2 separate regions of the Zea mays genome follow, and region 1 is linked to region 2. The links are chromatin contacts, called in public Hi-C maps. All regions are on one chromosome and are shown on one strand. Each heading gives the region's core, a stretch centred on a gene start, on an enhancer-like site or on the middle of the called end of the contact. The rest is flanking DNA. Distances are from core to core; before and after follow the strand shown.

Evidence for each region. A called contact is a pair of places that touch in the nucleus more often than the background predicts.
Region 1: a contact with region 2 is called in a Hi-C map of tassel, with 2.4 times the contacts expected there. The contact joins the promoter of LOC103644592 here to the promoter of LOC542687 in region 2. A contact is called at or near these places in 3 of 25 Hi-C or Micro-C datasets (bundle sheath, ear and tassel).

The regions. Positions count from the first base shown.
Region 1 is chr1:44,595,634-44,602,526 of Zm-B73-REFERENCE-NAM-5.0, forward strand. It overlaps LOC103644592 (omega-3 fatty acid desaturase, chloroplastic), which reads left to right and starts at 1,964. Exons shown (of 8, transcript NM_001428412.1): 1 at 1,964-2,604; 2 at 2,699-2,788; 3 at 2,882-2,948; 4 at 3,047-3,139; 5 at 3,256-3,441; 6 at 3,550-3,630; 7 at 4,486-4,623; 8 at 4,715-5,174. The coding sequence starts at 2,105. The coding sequence ends at 4,903.
Region 2 is chr1:44,175,090-44,182,047 of Zm-B73-REFERENCE-NAM-5.0, forward strand. LOC542687 (SNF1-related protein kinase) reads left to right here and starts at 2,918. Exons shown (of 11, transcript NM_001112203.1): 1 at 2,918-3,032; 2 at 5,085-5,275; 3 at 5,422-5,606; 4 at 6,029-6,211; 5 at 6,307-6,438; 6 at 6,531-6,716. The coding sequence starts at 5,092.

The DNA of each region.
Region 1 (6,893 bases), core at 714-3,213, 420 kb after region 2:
TAAATTATCATTTGGAGAGTCACTTGCACAAAAAATCACTTTGTATATCTTTCTGATCTCCAACAGTTTTTATATATTGTTTGCACTCTAGAGAGCCATTTACGTTTTCTATCTTTGGCTAGCCAGAAATCTGAAATAGAAGATGTCTATATTTGAATAACACTTTGAATAAGTTGTTGGAGAGTTTTTTTTTCAAAAAATCTCATTCATATCAATTAGGAAGATTGTAGAGAGTCTTTTGGAGTTGCTCTTAGCTCCGGATATACGATGAGATAGTCTGAGTCTCATGGCCTCTAAATTACATCCATAGGACGCTAGTTTGATGGTCTTTATATTAGTGTTCGGTTCCGGAGTATAGAGGTACGAAGTCGTTTTACCCTCAATTTGTTATTGTTTGGATTGGTTCTATGTAAATAGAGTGACTTAAAGAAAAAAAAATCATATTGAAATGCTAAACTATTCAGTTTTTCAAAATCTCGAACGGAGCTGCTCTATCCTAACTGGCTATAGAACCAAATACTACCTTAGTTTGACACGAGAGACAGATCAAAATTGAAATGGTATTCTCTTCTTGTATATATATAGCCAGCCAGCCAGGTGAGTAGGTGACGGCCGGATCAAGCGTGGGAGCGCTGAGATGAGGGAGTGTTGCGCATAAGACACGTGCTATCTTCACTAGATAAATCATAAATGTAGCAACTTGAAAACATGCGAGGTGGAGGGTTGCTTCTACTCAATATCAGAACAATTTGAAAGTAAGGATAATAAAGAAGTTCTGAAGCTTAGTGTTTATATCTTGTTTTAGTCGTTAAGCTCTCTTTTGTGGTTGTTTTTGCTCTTCTATTTGGAGGCTCTGAGTCTAAGAAGGCTCATGTAACTTTTGGTAGATACAGAGAATAGATTTCATACCATTTATCTACAATATATAAATATAAAAGTAAACATGTACGAAATTAAACATAACACATCTGGTGGATTCTAATATAATATTGTGAGATCATGGCTAATAACTCCTACATACGTATATTTGTAACCTAGCTATTAACTCCCACACACACAGTTGTTGGCTGGTATGACAACTTGACCATTATGACTTGTGCTTCAGTTGACTATAAACTTACAGATTACTCTCCATCCCTCCTCATTTCGACATAAAATCTATGCGCATTCTTTTACTATACTTTTGTTGTGCATTGGGGGCTTGGGCGCGACGACCAATTGACCACTGACTTTTCTCCGCGAGGGAGGCGTCAGGCTGGCGTGTACACTGTTCTTGCTCCGACGCCTCAATGTCAGCGAGCTGGTATGGACTCGCTCCATGAGGATCGCGCATGTGAGAACACGAACATAACATGGTCAAATAAGTCCTTTACAGATTACCGAACAGAGGGAGGCTCGTTAAACACAGGAGGATAGCTAAACCATGTGACTCGTTCGTCAGATTTGGCTGTGGTTAACAGGACATCTGACTGCCTCTGTCAAAGACAGGACAGGGCAGGGGCGTTAAGTCCGTAACGAAGTATCGAGGCAAATCAGGTTAGTCTGTTATGCGTCAGATAGTGGAGAGGAATGGAATACGCATCTGATACATTGTGCAGTTTCGCACAGGAGTTGTAGTTTTACACGACAAGAACTTTTTAGACCAGCCAGACTAGTTATAGGACCAAGCAAAGGCAAAAGGAGTCAACACGAATTAAAAAGCAGGCAGGGCCGCCGGCGTCGAAGCTCCGTCCAGACCCGCAACGATTCACACGTGCATCAGCTGCTCCTCCTCCTCGACTCGCGTCCGACCGATGGGACCCACCCACATTCCAGCATTCCACCACAGTGCTGGTCCAGGTCCGAGTCCACCGCACCGCGTCCCTCCCGGTCCCGCCCCCCATCGCCACTCCGGCTCGCGCGCCGCGGTATAAAATGTATATTCTTGGATTAGCCTGTCCTGGCAAGCCCGGCCACCACCGTACACCCAAACCCCATCCCATCCCCCCGAACGCAGAAGATCCCGTGCCAACCAACGGCGGCGGCGGCGACGGTGTGTGGACTCTAGACTAGGAGCCAATCCAGGGCCATCCACCCGTAGCCCCGCCCCGCCCCGCTGCCGGCAATGGCGCGGCTCGTGCTCTCCGAGTGCTGCGGCCTCGCGCCGCTGCGCCTGCGCGCCGGCCGGGGCGCCATTGCGGCGCCGTCGCCCCCCGCGCTCTCCGCAGCGGCGGCGCCGGGCCGCCCCGCGCCCGCGGCCATCCACCGCGACTGGGCGCTCCGCGTCTCCGCGGCCACCCGCCTCACCTCCGCCGTCGAGGAGGACAAGAGGAGCTCCCCCCTTGGGGAGGGCGACGAGCACGTGGCGGCCAGCGGCGCCGCGGGCGGGGAGTTCGACCCGGGGGCGCCGCCGCCGTTCGGGCTGGCGGAGATCCGCGCGGCCATCCCCAAGCACTGCTGGGTCAAGGACCCCTGGCGCTCCATGGCCTACGTGCTGCGCGACGTCGTCGTCGTCCTGGGGCTCGCCGCGGCCGCCGCGCGCCTCGACAGCTGGCTCGTCTGGCCGCTCTACTGGGCCGCGCAGGGCACCATGTTCTGGGCGCTCTTCGTCCTCGGCCACGACTGGTACGCACCAATGTTCTGGATTGCCCTGTTGTTGTTTTTCATGGAAGCTTTGGACTCTGGTCTTTGACTTGTGCCGCATGTCTGCTGTTTGCAGTGGACACGGGAGCTTCTCGAACAACCCCAAGCTGAACAGCGTGGTCGGCCACATACTCCATTCCTCCATTCTTGTCCCCTACCACGGATGGTAGGATTACCCCATGTTTCTCATGCTTGTTAGTTTCTGTCGAGGATTATCGTTGATGTCATGGAACCACCTGCCTTTGAATGCCATTTTCAGGAGGATTAGCCACAGGACGCACCATCAAAACCACGGCCACGTTGAGAAGGACGAGTCCTGGCACCCGGTTCGTTTCCTGTCGCTCTCTCCTTTGTTGGAGCTTCACAAGTTACGCTGATGGTGCATGTCCATGAATGGTGCTTGATGGTTTCTCGGATTGTGCAGCTACCAGAGAGGCTGTACAAAAGCCTGGACTTTATGACTAGGAAATTGCGGTTCACCATGCCGTTCCCCTTGCTCGCATTCCCGTTATACTTGGTGAGGCTAAGAACATGTCTATCGATGACGCCTGAATTAGGCGAACAGACGTTTTTGTTTCATAGTGTTGTGGTCGTGCTAAATTCCTGCTCTGCGGGTTCATGTGTGCTATGTAGTTCGCAAGGAGTCCAGGGAAGTCAGGATCACACTTCAACCCAAGCAGTGATTTGTTCCAACCTAATGAAAAGAAGGACATCATAACATCAACGGCATCCTGGCTGGCCATGGTTGGTGTTCTGGCTGGTCTCACCTTTCTGATGGGTCCTGTTACGATGCTAAAGCTCTACGGAGTCCCATACTTTGTAAGAGCCACATTCCTTCTCTTCAGTCCCAACTTCTGCAAAAAGATAATCTGAATGTGTGGTGTCTGTGGTGCTGGAAATTGATGTGGCTGCTGCTTGTGTGTGCAGGTATTTGTTGCTTGGCTGGATATGGTTACATACTTGCACCATCATGGCCACGAAGACAAGCTTCCCTGGTACCGTGGACAGGTGATTATGAGTAAAGCAGTTTTCCAATTTGTTGATGTTTCAAGGTCACTGTAATCTTCAAAAACCACGGTTACTTCCATTTTTGGTTGGTTAGAAGCTTTTGAATGTTGCCTTACCTAAGTTTGGGTTTGGTTTGGAGACCAAACAGGATGGGGTGGACCTGTCTCTGATTTTGAGGATGGGACCATCCCAACTTAGCGTTTGGTTGAGGGGATAGAGTCATCCTAGTTTTGTGGTTGGAATGTTGGATGGATTGAAGGGGAAGGATGGTACTGCTTCTTCACACCGTTAAACAGCAGCCAACTATGGCCCCACTTGCCTTTAGTTGACCTCACAAGTCATCCTCAAGTTTTTTTTTTCATGCACACCTTATCTTCATCCTGGTGCCGCTCTTGGCCTCACGACCCCTCCTCAGAGAACCCCTGCTCGCCAGCCCCCTGCCCTCCTCCACCAGTAGATACATGTTTGGTATAAGACTTCAACATGTGTACTTAATTTGCTTGCAAATGGCCAGATTGACTGAAACCTTAAATAGTATAAACCGTCGTGGTGGATATTGCAAATCAAAGTTCTATCGTTTCTGGTAATTTTTCTGAAGTAAGACCTAACTGTAGGATGCTATTGAACTATTGGACAAAAAATGTCTATTCCTGTTTTGTCTTTTTGAGGGGAAATAATGTAGGTTTATGTTTTTGTCGCTTACCAAATGTAAAGCTAGATCAGCCTATACTATATAGTTTTCGCTTTACTTTTCAGATTATCGACTGCTGTTAATTTATGCATATTCTATCCTGATTTCTTCTTTGGAAGATAGATTGGCTATTGATACCACATTGACCTTTTCTACATTATTAGGAATGGAGTTATCTGCGTGGAGGACTGACGACGCTCGACCGGGACTATGGACTGATTAACAATATCCACCATGACATCGGAACTCATGTCATCCATCACCTTTTCCCTCAAATCCCACATTACCATCTCATTGAGGCGGTAAGAGTTTCCCCTATTCTTGCCTTTTTTTTCTTCTTTTTTATAAGTTTCTTTGCCTAGATCATAAGACCTGTTTTTGAATGACCTGCAGACCGAGGCAGCAAAACCGGTTCTTGGCAAGTACTACAAAGAACCAAAGAAGTCGGGTCCTCTCCCGTGGCACCTGTTTGGGGTGCTAGCACAAAGCTTGAAGCAAGACCACTATGTTAGCGACACCGGAGACGTAGTGTACTACCAAACTGACTCGAAAACGAACACCTCTGCACAAAAATCTGATTGACACAGACTATAGAACGTAGCGTATTCTTCATTTTTCTCAGGCGGGCTGTGCCTGAAGACCTGGCCAGCCTCCTGAGACCTCTGATTGGTGTGTGTGTGACCGGGTTCGTCAATTCAAGAATGTAAGGTGGCGAAGTATTATCATGTATTTGAGTGAGGGTATAATTCTTTCCAATGGTCGAAGTCGGATGCTGCTTCCGATGTAACGAACTGTGATTCTTTGGGCAAGAGGTGTACTATTACAGTAAAGAGTGAAAAAAAAGAGTTAGCTACATGAAAGACTTTCTGAGCACTGTACGTATTGTTGGGTAGGCCTGGGCGTTCGGTTCTTCGGTTCGGTTCCTCAGTTCTTGAAAGAATTCGGTTCTCCAAAAATTAGAACCGAAATAGCAGGACAAAGAAACCAGAACCGACTAGTTCGGTTCTCGGTTCTTCGGTTCGGTTCCTCGGTTCTAACCGAACTGTAACCGTTAGAGACAGAGTAGCTATTAAAAAACTCCGAAGCAATAGATGTGGTCGTGCCTGCCGGGTGCCGGCTGGTGGTGGCCTGGTGGGGGTGGCGGGGCGCCAGGGGCTGGCCAGCTGGGGCAGTCCGGAAGTAGGCGCGCTGGCCGCTGGGGCCTGGGGGCGAGCCGACGAGGGCGCGGAGCGGCGGCCGGCGTTGGCGCGGACCGCGGTGGGGCTTCGAGGCGGCCGGCCAGGGGGCTGGGGAGTGGGTCTGGGCGGCTGCCTGCGGGCTGCGGCTGGGGCCTGGGGGCCAGCCGGCGAGGGCGGGGTTGGGCGGCTGGGGGAGACGGGTCACGGGGTCAATGGGTCACGGACTCACGGTGAATCAGTGATATGCTGGATTGCTATTAGGGATTTAGGGTTCATCTGCTGCCAGACACGTGGGCCAGGCCGTATTTCGGTTTTTCCGGTTTTTTCGGTTCTTTAGAGTGGAGAACCGAAATTATCTGATTTATTTCGGTTTTTAAAAAACCAGAACCGAATTTTATAACGGTTCTTTCGGTTCGGTTAGTTTGGTTTCGGTTCTCGGTTATTTCGGTCCGGTTCCTCGGTTCCGGTTCTTTTTGCTCAGGCCTATTGTTGGGGGCCTTCGTCCTCCGAAGGTCCTTAAAAACATAATTTAACAATGTCTTTCAAGCATGGTTTATGGATAGGTACCTTCGGACTCAGGATAAAAGCATATACGATAGGAAGAGCATGATCGTGACAAAGGTTGTCGTTGCTCCGAAGCTGCACGCAAGGGAGCTTCGACTAAATCGCAGAAAAGAGAACCGACTTAAAAGAGAAAAAGTCATCTAGTCCTCATAGATTTATCTATAAGTCAATAATAATGTAAAGGGCATGAATGTAATTTCTCATAGGCTGTGTCTTGTGCCTATAAATAGATGAACAGTACCCCTGTACTGTTCACGGGGTCTGGTATTTGCTTTTACGTCACGCTTATACTTTTTGTCTTCTATCAAGTCGAAGGTACTTTTGTAATTCAATACTATTCCTGCTTTTCCATGATTGTATAATAAGAATGAATTAATAATGTTATATGATTGTTTATGTTGTCTCTTATATGTCACATGCTTCTTCTTTTATTTAACATATACTGCGATGATGAAGGTATATTCTTCATGACCTTCGTCTAGAGATCATTATATCTTAAGAGAAATAATGCTTCGAAGGACGAAGGACATTAACATTTAACATCTTGTGTTGCCTTGTTCTTAAGTCGAAGTATTTGAGAACAAGTCCCCAACATTGGTGCCCACCTCCGGTTAACCCTTTTCGACCACCTTCGGCAAGCACTAACCTTCGTCATGCCGCCGAAGAAAGTTTCAGTGCTAGGGGCTGCCGCACTGCAGCCAATGGACCCAAACCAGGAGACCCTCTCTCTCCGGGAGGCCCGAAGCCAGAAAAGGAAGGCAACCAGTCCAACACTCTAGGAGGAGGAGCTGGACCAAGAGATCAGAAACATGGAGATAATCCATCAGCAA
Region 2 (6,958 bases), core at 1,668-4,167:
ATGGTTGTCTAAAAGGCTAGCTAGTCCCTTTTCATTTCTAGAGAGGACTTTTATGCACGAATAGGCAGACCACGATATCTCTGTCAACCTTACTTGCTTACTATCTTAGCAAATCAAACCATGCTCTATGCCCCAAAATAGATAAATCACTTCAATCTGAATAATCATGAGCAGATTGCCTTTTTACGAAAAATATTTATAAAATATCATAAACAACTCGGGACTTACTGGGAATACCCACCTTTCCACACTTATCATAAGTCTCCTTTTTCCCAGATCACTTAGGACTTGATAGTCCTCTCCAAGTTCCTATTAAGATCAAGTGATTTAATGAAATATTTCATAGCAATCAAACCATAGAAAGGTGATATTGATTCCTCCCAAATATTATGCATGTACAATACCAGTCAACAGTTTGGGTATTTAAATAGAAGAATCAAAATCTAGTAAAAAGCAACATGACGAGCAGAAGGGCACCTGCCCCTGCACCACGTACGTGGTCATAAAGGAGGATGAGCAGTGGCGCGGCGGCGACCCCGTACGCGGCGCGGGAGAAGGGCACCTGCCCCTGCACCACGATCATGACGAGGAGGAAGCACGCCAGCGCGATGGACAGGTAGAGGAAGCAGAAGAAGGGTCGGAGCTCGTCTCCTGCCCACCACCGCGGGTACAACATGTAGCAGACGGTGTGGACGAACGCGACGGACACGGCCGCAGGGAGCCAGGCGACGAGCAGGATGAGCGACTCAGCGTCCTCGCCGCCGTACAGGCCGACGAATCCCTTGAGGATGCCGAGCCCCACGTCGCGGGTCTTGGGGAAGTTGTTGACGCACGTGACCAGCGTGCCCGTGTTGGCGAACACCTGCGAGTTGGCGCCCACGAAGAAGTAGGCGCCACCGTCCAGCGGTCGAGTACTGGCACAGCTGGAGCGTCTGGAACGAGAAGGAATTGGAGCCGTCAAACGATGAGGAGCCGGAGAAGGACACCCTGTCGCTCTGGAACACATAGCCGCTCGACGTGGACTGGTTCGACGGCAGCAGCACGCGGTGGATTGCTACGGAGAAGTGGGATCTGGGGTACAGAGGCCGGCATGCAGGAGAAGTGGGATCTCAGTGACACGAACCTGGTAGATGGCCGCGATGGTGGAGGGAGGGAGAGGCGGATCACCCGAGCTTCCGGGTCCCTGTGCGACTGAATCCGGCGGGGCGGTGCCCAGCACCACAATGCTCTTCCTGGAGCCGGAGCTCCCCACCGGCGCGAGGATATTTCCGAGCACGCTCAGCGAGTATCCGCCTTACGCGGGCGACGGGTCGTGGGTCCCTATGCGACCGAGAACCGGCGGGGCAGTGCCCAGCACCACCGTGTGCGGGTGTTGGACTCCAAGCGGGCGGTGGAAGAAGCGGAAGGGGATCCTTGCGCGAGGGTGCGGGTCGAGGACGAGGGTACGAAGGCGAGGGGCGCCGAGGACAGGGCGAGGGCAGGAGGGGTGGACCACGGACGGATCTGGGCGAGGAGGCGGTGTGCCAGACCACCGGAGGCCGGAGGGAGCTGCAGCTGCTGTAGGAAGGTGGGCCGGGGCAGGAGCACGGACACGAGGCGATGAAGGTTTCCTAGGATTACGCGAGGGGAGCACGAATGCGGGGCGATCTGTGATTGTTGGCGAAGGAAGGTGCGAGGGGCGATGATGGCGGGCGGCTTACGACGCGATGATTCCTGCGATGATGGCGAGGCAGCTTATGAAGCTGCAGCTACTGTAGGGATTTGCGGGCGCGGCGGCCGCGAGGACGGCGGCGGGGATTGCGGGCGTGGGGACCGGGGGTGCGGCGGAGCGCGCTATGGCAGAACAAAGCTACTGTGGACGTCTACACTAAAGACATAAGGAGTAGTAGTGATTGGAGGGGCACTCACTTTATGGTATTATCCTACAGTATTAATAAAGGTCTTAGCGAGTAGGGACATGTCACGAGGGCACATTTAACCTTGTTAATCTCTCGCATCACTAATGTGAGTGGAAATATTTTAATAATACCATGTCTCCTACGTCGGACGATGATGAGTAGGACTGGATATCGAGCCAGCTCAGATCGATGAAGCTCGAACTGACTTGTTAATATTATAAAACTCATCTCATGATAAAATTAAAACGAATCGACTCGAAACGAGCTGATTATAAGTCGAGCTAGCTAAGGCCTTGTTCGTTTCGCGGTCAATTCATGTGGATTGGGTGATATTGAGTCGGTTTAAATCCATATCAAGTCAAAATCCATTCCAATCCATCCCAATACACATTAATCCACATGGAATTGAAATAACCGAACAAGCCCTAAGGGATCGGCCGGCCGATGGCCATCAGCCACGAGATCACGACAGCTAAGAACTGCGGAGCAGCACAAATGTGCCGCCGCCGCCCGCCAGGGATCGCGTCAATGGCGTCATGCGTGTGTGGACTGTGGGTTAACAAACCAGGAGAACCATTCACCACGTGCAGGACGCGACCAATCCACAGATCCTCCTCGTCGGATACAACCGTACTCCGAAGCCGCACCGCATCAGCGCCGTGTCAGCTCCCCAGTCCCCACTCCACCTGCGACCAAAAGCACCTCCGACAAGCCCCAGCCGTCGTCCGGCCCGGCTACGCCATCCAGGAATAAAAACGGACACACGCACACGACAAAAAAGAGAAGGGAAAAAAAAAGTTCTAGAGGAGCCACAAAACGACGGAAAGACCGAATCGCGGGCGCGGCCGGGCGAGCGAGCTGCCACGTCAGCGCGACGGTGATCTTCCCCCGGTAACGCCGCCTCCTCGCCCAACCCGGCCTAGGGCGGACGATTAAAATTAACCTAACACCGGGTTAAAGCCTCCGCGCTCCGCCCCCCGGAATCGGACCAAAGCCGGGCATACGCCCCCAAGTCCAAAAGCCCTCTCCGCCCCGCTCTCCCACTCGTAGGTGTTCTCCCCGTCTCCGCCCGCACTCGCTCGTCCGCGCGCAGGAAGGTTGACCTGTCGAGGGCCGGCGAACCCGGTAAGTAAGGTAACCACGCTGCTTGCTGTTCTCGTGGATTTCCTCCTGGTTCGCACGGCTCTCCTGCTTCGATTCTTCGGATTCGGAACTGGGGGAATAATTGTCGGGGGATTCGGGGGTTGGTTTTGAGTTGCGGATCAAGGTGGGCTCGCTGTCGCATTTCCTTGGGGAGGGCGAGGATATTGACGGACGGTTAGAGCGAGGCGGTGTTCGTCTCCACGGACGCAACACCAGCCCACCAGGTCTGTAAGGAAGTGCTCTCTAGTGTCGTTATCTGGATTCTTCCCGGCTAGGCTCTCATCGCTTGGTTGCTTCCATGCGATCTCTTGCGTCTATAGTTTCTCAGTCGATTGAACGTACAGTCGACCTCACTTTCCTCAATTTTTAGCTTTTGAACTGAACGCCTATCTGACCGAGCGATTCCGATTTATATATCCCGTCCGTTTCTTGTATAGATGAAACCGTAGTAGCTGATTGGTCACTGGAGTGTGCTCTGCGTGCAGATTCACGTGTTAATACTAAGCGTTTTGACTCTTGATACTAGGTACTCATGCGAATTAGGTGCTGCCGTTATCGATCTATTTGTCTGAGGTGGCCGGGTTACCTCTGCTGGTTAGGGCTTTTGAAAGGAATTAAACCAACATGATTCCATTGCTTACTAATCTCTTTCCAGCACCAAGGGAGCTCTTGCTGTGTTAATCTACTTTTTGCACCACCTATTAAATATTGTGGATGCAAGGCCTGAACATCCATGGACGAGATCCAGTGAGCACTGAGCAGGCACTATAAAGGTTGTGCTGTAATCGGGAATTCTACTTTCCTAGGATGGCTTAAGAGGTTTTGTAGTTCTAGTAGATGAAAGCCGGGAAGGAGTAAATAGAAAGCTAGAGTTACCGCGTCAGACCCTAGAGTCAAAAGGATTTAGAATTAGTAGGACCAAAGCTGAGTATATGAGATGTGACTTTGGTACTACAATTAATGAGGATGGAGATGTAAGCTTGGGAGACCAGGTAGTACTAAAGAAGGACACCTTACATTATTTGGGATCGATGCTACAAAGAGATGGTGATATTGATGAAGATGTTAGCCATAGGATCAAAGCGGGGTGGATGAAATGGCGTCAAGCATCAGGAGTCCTATGCGACAAGAGAGTGCCATAGAAGTTGAAAGGCAAGTTCTACAGGATGGCGATTAGGCTTGCTATGTTATATGGGGCTGAGTGTTGGCCTACTAAGAGACGACATATCCAACAACTAAGTGTCGCAGAGATGCGTATGTTGCGTTGGATATGTGAGCACACAAGATTGGACGAGTGAGAAACGATAACATACGCGATCGGCTAGGAGCAGTACCAATTGAAGAAAAGCTTATTCAACACCGGTTGAGATAGGTTGAGATGGTTTGACCATGTCCACCGTAGACCCCTAGAGGCACCGGTGCACAGAGGCATCATAAGACAGGACAATAATGTGAAGCGAGGTAGAGGACGACCAAACTTGACATGGGAGGAGTCAATCAAAAGTGACTTGAAGGAATGGAATATCTCAATGGAGTTGTGTTTGATAGAAGTGCTTGAAAATAAGTTATCCACGTGCCCGAACCATGATTAGGACTTTTCCCTTTTAGTGCTTTCAAAAGCTCTTCCTCCTCCCCTTTTTCTTTCTCTTTCTCTTTTTGGTGACTTCTTGTGGGTTTTAACTCTAGCCTACCCCAACTTGCTTGAGACTAAAAGGCTACGTTGATGGTTAATGGTTGATGGGATGGCTTAGGAGGTTTTGTAGAGGACAAAGGCCTGCAAAGGCTTTGGTATGGCTTATGGGAGGATGCGATCGCATAAATGCATGATGGCATTCCTTTTTATTCTTAAATAGAATGGATTTGAGCATTTACATAGTTTTATATCCGTAATTAAGTTCAATAATTTATGTTGTGGGGGCAATTAGGAGCATTGTACACCAAGTATGATCTATATTTCTACCGGGTAATGAATCCTGTTAAAAATAAAGTATACTGCACTAATTCTTATACAACGAACATAATATCTGCTTTTATTAATGGCAGAGTGAAAATGGATGGAAGTAGTAAAGGGAGTGGGCATTCTGAAGCATTAAGGAACTACAACCTGGGAAGAACTTTAGGTATCGGTACATTTGGAAAAGTGAAGATTGCAGAGCATAAGCTTACTGGACATAGGGTTGCTATAAAGATCATCAACTGCCGCCAAATGAGAAATATGGAAATGGAAGAGAAAGGTATGGTTTGTTATCCAGTCATTTTGCATTTTCACTAATATTTTTTTGATAATAAACAAGTTTAGTTTTAATAGTGCTTTTGATAATATTAATACATGGAGTTGCTTTGATAATTAAGACCACATCCCTCCCTATCATGTTTCCAGCAAAGAGAGAATTCAAGATATTGAAGTTGTTCATTCACCCCCATATCATTCGGCTTTATGAGGTCATATACACACCTACAGATATATATGTTGTGATGGAATATTGTAAGTATGGCGAGTTATTTGATTACATTGTTGAGAAAGGCAGATTACAGGAAGATGAAGCTCGTCGAATCTTCCAGCAGGTATTTATCACTTTTCTTGGCTGGTTACTTCTAGTAACATGCTTTTTTTGAGTCACAATAGGTAGTTATCAAAGAACGGTTTTATCTTGTTGCTTTGAATTTTGATATTTATGGATAGTGCATTCATATTCTTCATTTGTTTCTGTTGTGTTTAATGTGCTCTCATTAAGTATCTGGATTAGTTTTGCCTTGCCTTATTTTTATCTTCTGATCTGCCACCATTTTGACTTGCAAGCATGATGTGGTAATTGCTTTGTCTTAGGGTATCACTATTGCATGTAGTTCAGAATTTCAAATCATGATTTAAACATTACATCTTTCCATGGAGGATACGACAATTAAAATATTCCTTTTTCTTTTATATCTAAATTCCAGGTTTGTTTTATTAGTTGTTTTTTCACATTGGAAAAATTCATGAACAGATCATATCTGGCGTCGAATACTGCCATAGAAACATGGTTGTCCACCGTGACCTAAAGCCGGAAAACTTGTTACTTGATTCAAAGTATAATGTAAAACTTGCGGATTTTGGTCTGAGCAATGTCATGCATGATGGCCATTTTCTGAAGACTAGCTGTGGGAGTCCGAACTATGCTGCTCCAGAGGTATTTTATTCTTATTGCTGTGAGTTTGCTGATCTATTTTTTTTTCCTTTTTAGAACACCATGTTTCTTGATACATAGTGAGTGTTCTTTTGCAGGTAATATCTGGTAAACTATATGCTGGACCTGAGGTCGATGTATGGAGTTGTGGGGTGATTCTTTATGCTCTTCTTTGTGGAACTCTTCCATTTGATGATGAGAATATTCCCAATCTGTTCAAAAAAATTAAGGTGAGAAAGCACTTATGTGGAATACAAACCTTGCAACAATTAGATTCTGTTCTGGAGTTATGACCACTCTCTATCTGGTTTTACGGTTTTAGGGAGGTATCTACACACTTCCAAGTCATTTGTCTGCTTTGGCCAGGGATTTGATCCCACGAATGCTTGTTGTTGAGCCTATGAAGAGAATCACAATTAGGGAAATTCGGGAGCATCAATGGTTCCAGATTCGCCTTCCACGTTACTTGGCAGTGCCTCCACCAGATACGACACAACAAGCCAAAATGGTATGTCCTCTCAGTTATAAGTGGCTATACTGCTATTGCATGCTTGTGTTCAAAGTTTCTAATTTTGTCCACTAATATGTAGGAAAAAGTAGATGTGTATATTGTTCATATCAGAATATCATCTATCTATTTTCCATGAAAAATACTTCTATAAGCATGTTTCTGTAGTATCTAATATCTATTGAACATAATGTTGTAGAAATCTATAGTCAAAAGTTGTATCTTGGAGTAATTCCTTACTG